Regions from separate parts of the Mus musculus genome. Here regions 1 and 3 are each linked to region 2. The links are chromatin contacts, called in public HiChIP or PLAC-seq maps. All regions are on one chromosome and are shown on one strand. Each heading gives the region's core, a stretch centred on a gene start, on an enhancer-like site or on the middle of the called end of the contact. The rest is flanking DNA. Distances are from core to core; before and after follow the strand shown. Region 1 overlaps B4galnt3 (beta-1,4-N-acetyl-galactosaminyl transferase 3). Region 2 overlaps Erc1 (ELKS/RAB6-interacting/CAST family member 1). Region 3 has its middle 24 kb from the start of B4galnt3.

The links. HiChIP or PLAC-seq counts read pairs in DNA pulled down with a chosen protein or histone mark.
Region 1: a contact with region 2 is called in a FOXA1 HiChIP or PLAC-seq map of pancreatic cancer cells. The contact joins two enhancer-like sites. A contact is called at or near these places in 3 of 115 datasets of contacts at active chromatin or transcription factors (bone marrow-derived dendritic cells, double positive thymocytes and pancreatic cancer cells).
Region 3: a FOXA1 HiChIP or PLAC-seq map of pancreatic cancer cells shows a contact between it and region 2. The contact joins two enhancer-like sites. A contact is called at or near these places in 1 of 115 datasets of contacts at active chromatin or transcription factors (pancreatic cancer cells) and 1 of 9 other capture datasets (adipose tissue).

What each region holds. Positions count from the first base shown.
Region 1 is chr6:120,262,069-120,265,751 of GRCm38.p6, forward strand. All of the region lies in intron 1 of B4galnt3 (beta-1,4-N-acetyl-galactosaminyl transferase 3), which reads right to left. Among named protein-coding and RNA genes, the nearest start is that of B4galnt3, 31 kb to the right of the region's middle. Within about 2 kb of position 2,368, at least 55 of the 459 cell types and tissues checked have an H3K27ac peak or open chromatin away from gene starts, as enhancers often do. A contact at or near this core is called in pancreatic cancer cells, where this site is marked.
Region 2 is chr6:119,633,653-119,637,157 of GRCm38.p6, forward strand. The region is part of intron 17 of Erc1 (ELKS/RAB6-interacting/CAST family member 1); the gene reads right to left. Among named protein-coding and RNA genes, the nearest start is that of Wnt5b, 91 kb to the left of the region's middle. Within about 2 kb of position 2,114, at least 94 of the 459 cell types and tissues checked have an H3K27ac peak or open chromatin away from gene starts, as enhancers often do. A contact at or near this core is called in pancreatic cancer cells, where this site is marked.
Region 3 is chr6:120,316,668-120,320,375 of GRCm38.p6, forward strand. No RefSeq gene overlaps it. Among named protein-coding and RNA genes, the nearest start is that of B4galnt3, 24 kb to the left of the region's middle. Within about 2 kb of position 2,009, at least 16 of the 459 cell types and tissues checked have an H3K27ac peak or open chromatin away from gene starts, as enhancers often do. A contact at or near this core is called in pancreatic cancer cells, where this site is marked.

The DNA.
Region 1 (3,683 bases), core at 1,118-3,617, 630 kb after region 2:
TGCACTCACTCACTTTCCTGAGCTTTCCTTCCCAGACTCACCCTTTCTCCAGCTCTCCTCCCTTCCTTTTATTGACCTTGGTTTTCTTTCTTTCCCACAACTTTCAGTCTGGTACCTATTTTATATGGGCACAAGGTGGGAAGATCTTTGTAAAAAGGGATGGGAGTAAAGGAGACTGTCTCCCCCGTGGCTGTTATGCCTGTCTTTTATGGCTAAGGGGATATAAAAGGGTGTGAGGAATGTTACCATGCCTTCCTTCAGTGGCATGGGAGCACCACACTGTTTTTCCAGGGGCTTGGGAGCACTGCACTGTTTCTCAGTAGCATCACACCCTTTTCTTACATCCTGGCCTCTCCCACTCTCAGTGCTCTCAGGGTGTCAGGCTCAGGACGACCACCTCCATCCGTTCGGTCTCTGCTGTCACTGTCACAGTGTCCACCTACTCTTCACAGAGGAACCCTCAGCGGCCTCGTCCTATGTAGAAGATAATCTCTACTGTCCCCTTGTCAGGAGATGCTCAAAATACCTCCCTGTAAACAGCAGCCTGTCAGCACGTCATCTCCACCTAGATGAGGCGGCTGGATGTGTAACCGTAACTGCTGTTGAAGAATCTTTTCAAGCAAACATCTCAAGTATGTAGACATCTGTGCATTTTTGTAACTGCAAGGGCCATACATTCAATAATTTGATTTGCATATTAATAAAATTAATTCAGCCTATTGTGTTAAAAAAAAAATGCGGCCCTGTGTGTGGCCACCTCATCCTACTATACTTTATCTTCCATAACCAACTCTGCATGTGGTGAGACAGGACATAAAAATCTCATCCTCTGAAAGCTGCCTGCTCAACTGGAAGTTTGTGTTGTCATCCTGAGCACAAAGAAATGTGCCACGCCTAAAGATGATCTCCAAGCGGCCTGATGTCATTGACTGACTGATGCTCCAGAGAAAGAGACCTGACTCAGAACGGCCAATGGCACCACTCGGACCTCCTCTGACTCTGCACTTTGCCTCTTCTGAGGTCCACACCCTCTTCCTGAGCTTAGGTGTTCCTGGCTGAAAACTGGGCCCAACAAGCCACTACCAAAAAGAACAGGGGAAAAACTTGCCAAGAAGAGCCACTGAGGTGAATAGGATCACAGTCCTATCACTGGGGAAGAGCGAGCTGATGAGGCCACACAGCCAAGGATCCCGTGGAAACCCATAACTACTGTCCCCAGGGCCTGCCCCTGCACTCTGCATCTCCACCTCAGCTCAGCGGGGTAGAGCTTGGCTCCTCTCCCCAGGCAAACCCTAAGCTCTCTGAGGGCCGCCAGGCACCTCGCCTCCCTCCCTCAGTGAGCAGTGGGATCATTTAACCTTAACAGAGAGCAAGAGAGCAAAGGACGAAGAGGTTCCTTTGGAAGAAAATCCAACAAGTCCCCACGGAGCCTCACTGTGCTTGTCACTGCTTTGCTGACGCAATTTACCGTCACTTTCTCAATGACGTGAAAAAACCCAGTGGCAAGGAAGCCAGCTTTAACAGTAAAGAAACTTAAGAAGAGACAACACTCCTTACTCCACCAAGTATTCTCCGGAGCAGAGACTCAAAAGCTACTGCAAGCTTCATGGTTAACTCCTGCACTCATTCCTTCTTTTAATCAGTAATTAATGAATTGTCTACTGTGTGTCATCTAGCTACACAAAGACCAAAGGACAGAACTCTCGGCCTCGAGCAGCTGCAACAGTGTTCTACCACTAAGCTATGCCCCAGCCTCAAGTCTCTTTTCCCTGAGCCTGTGTTACACTTAGGTTTCTTCAGAGGTGAAAGGAGGTGCTTGGCCGCATCTAATGGGGTACGGGTGGGTGAGCTGAAGACTGTACGAGGTCAGTAGGTTTGGAAAGTGGGGTCATCGAGGGTTCCAAGACCTACATGACTTCTTATCTGTATGATAAATAGTAAGGATGGAGTGTGTGTGTGTGTGTGCGCGCGCACAAGAGAGAGAGAAAGAGAGAGACAGACAGAGACGGAGAGACATACAGAGAGGATCTCAATGTGCCATCTTTCATCTGGCAAGGAACATTTCCCCCAAAGACCTCATTCACAGCTCCACACTGCAAGCTGTAAGCCTGAGGTTCACTTTATAGGTCAGAAATCTGAGACACAGACAGGAAATGGGCTTTGTACAAGAGCCCAGGGAGGATCTGTCAACTGATCGCAGAAAACTCTGGCTCCTAGGAGACACACCAGCGAGGAGGGAGGAGGGGGCCAGCGGGAAGAGGGTATAAGTGACAGTTTCCTGCCTGGTGATGGAGACAGCAGAGGCCCCGAGACTGTAGGGTGTGGCTGCTGAGTGGTGAGAGGTGTGGAAGTGAGAAGGAACAGGTATTTGGGCTATAAACCAGGGAAGCCTTGTGGTCAGGTGAGTCACTGTGCACAACGCCCCACAATCCCTGGGATCTCACTGCTGGGAAACGCTGGCTGGAAATGAATGCCAGGCCAAAACTTTCTACCTTACTGCGTCTGTTGAAACACTGTATCTCATCTTGGTAGGGTTTCCTATCCAGGAACTTGTTTAACCAAGCAGGGTGATCAAGGATGACAAGTCACAAGGACATCAACACCACAGTGTAACAGGGATCATCTGCATACTCATTTCCTCACTGTCATATAGACTTTATTCAACGATGTCACCTAGGGCCAAGCAGTCTGCTTACGATTAAGCCACAGGCCCCAGGCTCGCTTTGACCTCGCTGTACCCTTCTTGGCTTTGTCACCCCAGGATTGTCCTTTTACCTGTCTGCATTCTTTTCATATGTTTGCTCCTATCCCTCTGCCTTTCAAGATGGGCTCACTGGCCCGAAACTAGATATATAGTCCAAGCTGGAGTTAAACTCATAGAGATCCCACTGCATCAGCCTTCCAAATCCTGGGATTGCAGGTGTGAACCGACACTCTTCTTCCCATGTCTCTCAGCACTATCTCCCCAACATCCTTGTCCTTATCATTTGGGATGCAATACCCAGAGTGTTTGTTACCTGTGGCTGTAATCGAATACTTTGCTTCCACCCTGAATGTGTACTAAGAAAGTGCTGGGAAAAAAAAAGAAAGAAAGAAAGTGCTGAACATGACTGGCAGGCAGAAGAGGGCTCACCAATGACAACTGCATCAAGTTAGAGCACCCGACAGCCAAATGCGCAGGAGCTGGAATCTCAGCTTAGGACACAGAAAGCCCTGTCAACAGGTGACAACTCACAGGTCAGTCAACTACTGAGCCTGTGTCCTAAGGAATGTGATGGGCAAGCTAACCTGCAGCTGTATCAGATCTCATCCTCCTGATCAGAAAACCCAATCCACACCCATCCAGTCTCCTGTGAAGCCCAGCAAGATATCCCGGCGTGGTTTCCTCTACCCTTTGCACTGAGCCTTAGAGGGACCTGGATCCTACCTAGGGCACGGGGCAGGTCTATGGAGAGTGTGGCCTTTCCAGCCAGCTCAGAAGCACTCATGAATCCACCAGTCTCTCCTATACACTGAGTTCCTGCTGGAAGGACCACACTGCCTGCCGCATAGTCTAAGTGAAAAGGCAGAAGTATCGTCAGAAGACATCTCTGCCTCTGATGAACAGGGTAGCTCCCAGCTTCACCTGTCAATCAAGATCATCAAAATGTGATTTGTAATGATGGCTGGGCCCCATACAGAGC
Region 2 (3,505 bases), core at 864-3,363:
CTTCCTATTGGTTGTCATCAGGGTCCTTTCAGGACATAAGATGTGGAATGAGAAGCGTGCACTCTCAATGAGGGTGCTGCATGTCTGTACTGATTGTAAGAGTCACAGTTGGTATTAGCCAAAAAGGAAATGAGGAATTAATATAAGCAATATAATTATATAGCACCATCAGTATCTTTATTAGATACAAATTCAAATATGACAGGGATTTGAGTTTTGTATTATAAAAAATGCTCATGGGGTGGCAAGCCTGCTGACCTGAGCTTGATGGTGGAAGGAGAAAACTGACTACAGTAGAAGGGGAGAGATGTCTAGTTTCTAGCCTCTACACTGTGCATGTGTGCATGTACACATACTCACGAGGGGGTAATAAAAAAAGAAGAACAGCACAGTGTGAAAAGGTGAAATTATTCCACATTGTTGAAGTGTTTTGATCGAGTTCCAATTCTTACATAAACGGTATGCTTGGACAGTTAGGGATAGAGACAGTATTGTTCTCTTGGATATGTTATAATTTTAATAAATTTGCAATGGATACTATTAATGCCCAAAGAAAACATGCATAAGGCTCTGGAGCCTCTCTTGCTTTTCACCGGGATCCACTCCAGATGCTGCTCAGGTCACACCTGAGTGAGTGGTGTCTCTCCCCATCCTGACAGCTGATTCTGCAGACAGACTCTAGGCTAGCACATTCCAAGCTATGAGTTACCCAACTCCTAAACACCTAATATAATAGATGCACACTAACCAAATGGGTGCCTTATCCTCATGTTCTCCACACCCTAAAGGTGACACATTCTTTCCTCAGAATGCAAGAAACAATCCTCTCCCATTGCCATCTGGGAATCAGAGACTGCCTGACTTGCAAGCATTTACTATGGACTCATCAACCCCCTGGCATACAAACTCTCCCTTTCCTGTAAGAAGGCAACCTCACTTTGTCCTTTGGGCCTCAGCTTTCCTCAGGACCTTTGCCATGCCTGTCTTGTTAATAACTCTTGTAATAAACCAAGCTCTTATTTACATGAACAATCTGCCTCGGGGTTCTCTTGAGCCCAAACCTGAGACTTTGCACTCTCGTTATGTTTTAGATGTTATATAGTGAAGCACAGCAATACACCTCTACTGCTTTGCTGTAGCTAGTACCTCTGCTGTATGCATTCCCAAGGTTTTCAGATATTTAGCAATGGTTAAAACTACCTGGAACTACTAAGCCTTTACTTGGGTTCCTTGCAAGATCTGGTAGGACAAAAGCCCTATGCTCAGGTCTAGCATGGAGAGTTACACTTATCATCTATGTCCCACAGCTCTCCCTTTACTAGTCCTGGGGAGGCAGGAGAGATGTCCTGGCTCCTCACAGTTGACTGTTGCTGAATAAAGTCTCTTTTGCAAGCTTGTCCTCTTGCTAGTACACATACTGGGTGTGGAGCAAACTGGATCTCTTTGGGCGAACCGCCTTGAAAACACTGTGGAGCTTCTCCCTCTTCTTTGCTCATGGAGACTGACCTCAGGGCCTTGAGTTCCACCACTGAGTTAAATCCTTTGAAAAGGTTTAAGACAAGGCAGGGATGTGTAAGCCACAGCAACAGCTTTAAACTTGGTGGGATCACCCTTGCTGCTCTCCTGGAACATCTGACAGGAAGGACTGATTACACGGTGAGCTGGTTATTAGGTGCTTATTAGACCCACTGTGAAAAAGTTGAAACTTGTTTAAAATGTTGTGTTTTCAGAGGCAAAAAATCAGAATGAAACAAAACAGTTAAGTTGTGAAAGAAACTGGGTTTAGTTGTTGTCTATTGAAAACAGTCTTTGTAAGAAGATACTTTTTGATAAAAGTACTATTTTTCTGATGAAAACAGAGAAACAGAAAAGAATATAAAAAAAGTCAGAAGTGATCATTTTTAGGAAAAGATACAGAAATCAGAAGTTGATCACAACAGAGTGCTCCCGACTAGAGGCTGCCCCCAGATGGAGTCCTGCTAGCACAAGCAGCCTCACTGTTTGCCTGGAGAGCCCCAAGAGAGCAACTAGGAAGACACAAGGGAGAACCCCCAGAGGATCAGAGGACAAAATGTCAGCGCACTTCCTGCCGAGTCACTCTCCCTATTCTGAGTCTATTCCTCAGTTAACAAACAAACACCCCACCCCATCAACCATGGATACAAACATTTCAGTGGTTAGCAACCCCTATTTCCTGAGTAAGTTGCAGCAGAAAGGCAAGTCATTAAAGTGGCTAGTCACTCTGTCCCTGGTGCTGTAAACTACACCAGCTGAACTTGCTCTTTGACCTGCATAGACTAATGGAATCAAGATGTGCACTACTGTGGCATGTGAGCTCCAGGAAATAGTAAGACCTCCCCTCTGTTCCTTTCCCCATTCTGGGCAAATTTCAGAAACCAGAGACAAATATCAAAGGCAAAGAAAGCTGAGCATCCTTTGATGATTTCGGAATCTTTAACACATTGGCCTTCCAGCACCAGTAAGTAAGAAACTGCAACCAAGACTGAAACAGTGACTTGGCGGGAGTGCTAAGCATGTGTGTGTTCCACAGAAGCACACTGAAGTACACGGGACATGAATTAAGGAGCATAACCAACAATGTTTACCATCCCCTCCTTGTCCAAGTATGAATTCCAAGTTGGATAGCTGCAGAATTATATACAATATACTCCACAATCCTGAAAGCTTTTGGGGAAAAGATCAGATGAAAGAAGGAGGCCAGTGGCTTAGCATGCTAATACCATGGGGTAAGCTCACCGTGTAATCAGTCCTTCCTGTCAGATGTTCCAGGAGAGCAGCAAGGGTGATCCCACCAAGTTTAAAGCTGTTGCTGTGGCTTACACATCCTTGCCTTGTCTTAAACCTTTTCAAAGGATTTAATTCAGTGGTGGAACTCAAGGCCCTGAGGTCAGGCTCCATGAGCAATACCATGCTAATACCATGGGTGAAGAGGCATAGGTTAATTGTCAACAACCCATATTAAATAGGAAATCCACATTCTCTTATTAATGGATTACATGCACTTTGATTCTGTTGCCTTATTATTTAACTCACTAGCTATCCAGAGATTATAGGCGATTTCTGGGATATCTGTTTTGTTCTTCTATCTCATGCCCTGAAGATGTCCACTCAACTATAATTTCCTCCCTTCTCTGCAGAGGTCTCAGTGTATGCAAGACACATTAACCTGTTTAACCTTTGTGAAAGGCCTGCTGAGGTAACTCCCTAACGATTCCAGCATCTCTACTTACTTTGAGGCTCCCCACCCTCAACTCTGTGAAGCAGTTATCACACATAGCAGTAGTGATCTGTATTCCACGACTACACTGCCTTGTACAACAGTACATGAACTCAATTCTGGAATTAATGAAAGCTTCATTTTATTAGTATACAGAGATATTTGCTTAACAATTAATTTAGCAAAAGTTATTAACTTTCCTTCTTTTGTGAAATACAGCTATTTATTCTTTAAGTAAGGTAAGCTTAAAGAAAATTCATTGTTATA
Region 3 (3,708 bases), core at 759-3,258, 680 kb after region 2:
CACAAGGAAGTACAAAGTCACAAGTGTCAGGTTATCTCTCAAGACAGTTTCTAAGAGCCCCTAACAATCTAAGAGCCCCTAGCAATAGCACCTTTGCATAGTGGGTTCCAGCAATGGTCAGGGTGGGTCAGGGTGACTTTCTTTGAATGAACACTCTTTGAACCCAGGAAGCGGGTGGGTGGAGGAAGGAATGTCGCTATCTGTTTTATGATTAGCATACCTTGGAGCACTGAGTTTACTACTCTTTCATGTACCGTCACAACATTGAGATCTCTCTCCTCAGTGACTCTGGAGGAGCCATCTTAGTGAGACTGGCTGGTTTGCAAACCCCTGGGGATTCATTTCTCTCTGCTCTGCCTGGATCTAGGTCACAGATTGTTTTCCACCAAGCTTGGCTTTCACCTGTTGCTAGGGATCTGAACATGGGCCCTCATTCTTAGACTGTGGACACTTTACCAAGTGAGCTATCTTTCCCAGGCCACAGATTATAAATGCAATCTAGTTTTAGTATGCCCTACCACAGTAACTTAAAAAGAAAATGGTGTTTTTCTAAGGCTTCTAAAATGTTCTATTGGCATATATTAACTTTACACTGTACACATTCACATTATGTAGTTGGGTCATTTTCACTCTTCGTTACCCTTGTGTTGGGGTCTTTCCATGCCTTCTTCTTCCCAATTCACTTCCCTTCTACTTTCACATTGTGTGTGTGTGTGTGTGTGTGTGTGTGTGTGTAAAGTTCATCTGAGTTGTCTACTGAAGCACAGATGAGAGTTTGTTTATAGGATGGGTATCTTATCAGTGGGAACTGGAAGAAAAAAATCTCAACTCAAAACAAAAGATCTTTTATTTCCTTGGTTAGGTTTATTCCAATTTGTTTTGTTTTTCTGATGACTGTATATTTTGTGCACATATGTTTAGAATTGTAACGTCCTTTTGATAGATTTTTTCTTTTTCTTTTTCTTTTTCTTTTTTTCGAGACAGGGTTTCTTTGTGTAGCCCTGGCTGTCCTGGAATTCACTTTGTAGACCAGGCTGGCCTCGAACTCAGAAATCTGCCTGCCTCTGCCTCCTGAGTGCTGGGATTAAAGGCACGCGCCACCACCACCCGGCTGCTTTAGAGTTTTGGGGGTTTGGTTTGTCAGCTAGTAGATTAGGGAATGCTGCTTATTTCCTAGTTTGATTTGCTTGAAACACCTTTTCCAGCCTCTTAGTGTGAGACGGTGTCTGCCTTTCATGGTGAAATGTGTTTGTGCCTCTTGGAAGCAGCAAAAGAACAGGTTCTGCTTTACATCTGGTTGGTGTCCTGTGATTGGAAATCATTAGTATTCAGAAGTATTATTGGAAGGTGTATATTGCTTACTATAATTTGGTAGTGTTTGGTGTTTCCCAAATTCATATTTGTTTAGCTATCATTTGTGGAGAGCTGTACCTCGAGCAATCGCTGTGGAGAGCCGTGCGTGCTGCGAGCAATCGCCATTATAAGATGGCGCTGGCCTCCGCTGTGCCTAACTAGTAAACAAGCCTTGTACGCAGGTGCAAGAGTGGACTCAGGCCTCGTCACTGCCCATCTTGGGGCGTAGTAATGGGATGATGGGCGAGCAACGAATCAGGAGCTGTCACGCCACATCAGGTGCTGAAACGTCACACTGCAGGCTATATAAGCAGCGCCATTTTCTGGGTTCGGGGTCTTCCTGAGAAGTAAGCAATAAAGCTTTTGCCACAGAAGATTCCGGTTGTCCTGAGTGTGTTCTTGCCGGCAGGGACAAAAGCTCGGGCAATAATCATTGTATTATCTAAAGCCTCTTAGTTGTGTTAATCATTTACTTCAGGCCAACCCTTTCAGTATCCACTACAGATCTGGTTTAGTGGCCATCAATCCCTTACTCTGCTTTTATTATAGGATGCTCTTTTTCCATCAACTACAACAGCTAGTTTTCCTGGGTAGACTTATTAAGTTTAAACCAGGCCCCTAAGGTGGCAGTGCTGGTGACAATGTCCTAAACAGAAGGACTCTGACCGGGTAAACAGAAGGATCGTATTGGGTAAACAGAAGCCTAAACTCAGCATTCCTCACGAATCTTGCAAGGAAGGTTTCTGTTTGCCAGGAAAACCACTACCTCCTTTATCTAGGCCCAACTACCTTAATTAATCCTAACAGCCTGCGTCAGCTCAAGGACCCACACCCTCTACCATATAAAATCTGCCTGCCTTCCTGCTAAGCTGCTGTCCTCTATTCTTGGAGACAGATTGGCAGTTTGCTCCCCCGATAAACTTTTCTATCTGGGCGTTGCATGGCCCAGTGCAGGGGTTTCGCTGAATCCTCCCTTACAATACTAATATGGGTGGGCAATTATCGTCCTAACAAACCTGAAATGCAGCCAGGCCATGGTGGTACATGCCTTTAATCCCAACACTCAGGAGGCAGAGGCAGGTGGATGTTTCACGATAGCCAGGGACACACAAAGAAGCCCTGTCTTGAAAAACAAAAATATTTAAAAAAAAAAAACCCTAAAATATATATTTTCTGTGTTCTGACTTTTATTTCATGCTGAGAAATGGGCTTTTATTTGGGTAGGGTGGCTTGCAGGAGTCAGTCCTCTCCTTTATTTACCATGTAGCTCCCAAGATAAGTTCCGGCCGTCGTGCTTGGCAGCAGGCACCCGACTGCGTCATCTCACTTGCCCTATTTATCATTGCTGTGTGCGTATGATGGGGACGGGCACATGCCACAAAACACACGTGGAGTCAGAGGACAACCCTCAGGAATGGGCTCTAGAGACTGAACTCAGGTTGTCAGCTTTCCACAGCAAGTCCTTCTACCTGCTGAGCCCCCTGACACTGCTTACTCAGTGTCGATTTCCAGCATTCGTACAGTATGGGTTTTGTTCAGTGTGTCTAGTTCTCTATTTAATCGCATTTGTACATTCCTACATTGATTCATTTTGTTTAGAGGTTTGTATTTTCTAAAATATTTTGGAATTCATTCAAGTTTATTTATACTCTCATTTCTTAGTATATATACATATATATATATATATACACACAAACACATATATATGTATATATATGTGTGTGTGTGTATGTGTGTGTATACATATATATATTCATATATATATTCTCTCTCTCTCTTTCTACACACACACTCTCTCTCTCTCTTTCTACACACACACACACACACACACACACACACACACACACACACAGAGACAAGATTTCTCTGACCCAGAGTTCTGTGGCTCAGGCTGGCCTTGAACCCATAGAAATCAATCCACCTGCCTCTGCCTCCCAAGTGCTGGGACTAAAGGCGTGTGCCACCACTGCTCAGCTTCTTTGAATGTATTTATAATCATTCTTCTGAATTCTTTGTCTGGAATTTCCCTATCAGTCATTCTCACTGGGGGCCATTACTCTGGGGTTGGTAGATTTTAGAGAGGAACATCCTGGATTTTCATGTTACTCGTGTTTCTGTGTAGGGACTTAAACATCAAGAGTTCATTTTTGTCCTTGGTCCTATGAAGGCTCAATAGATGCCTCAGTGTAGGGGAATCAAGGGTGGTGAGGTGGAAGAGGGTAGTGGGTGGAGGAACACCCTTATAGAAGCAGGGGGAGGGAGGATGGAATAGGGGGTTTTGGGGTGAGGGAGAACGGGGAAAGTGAGTAACATTTGAAATGTAAATAAAGAAAATATCCAATAAAAAAGAGTTAA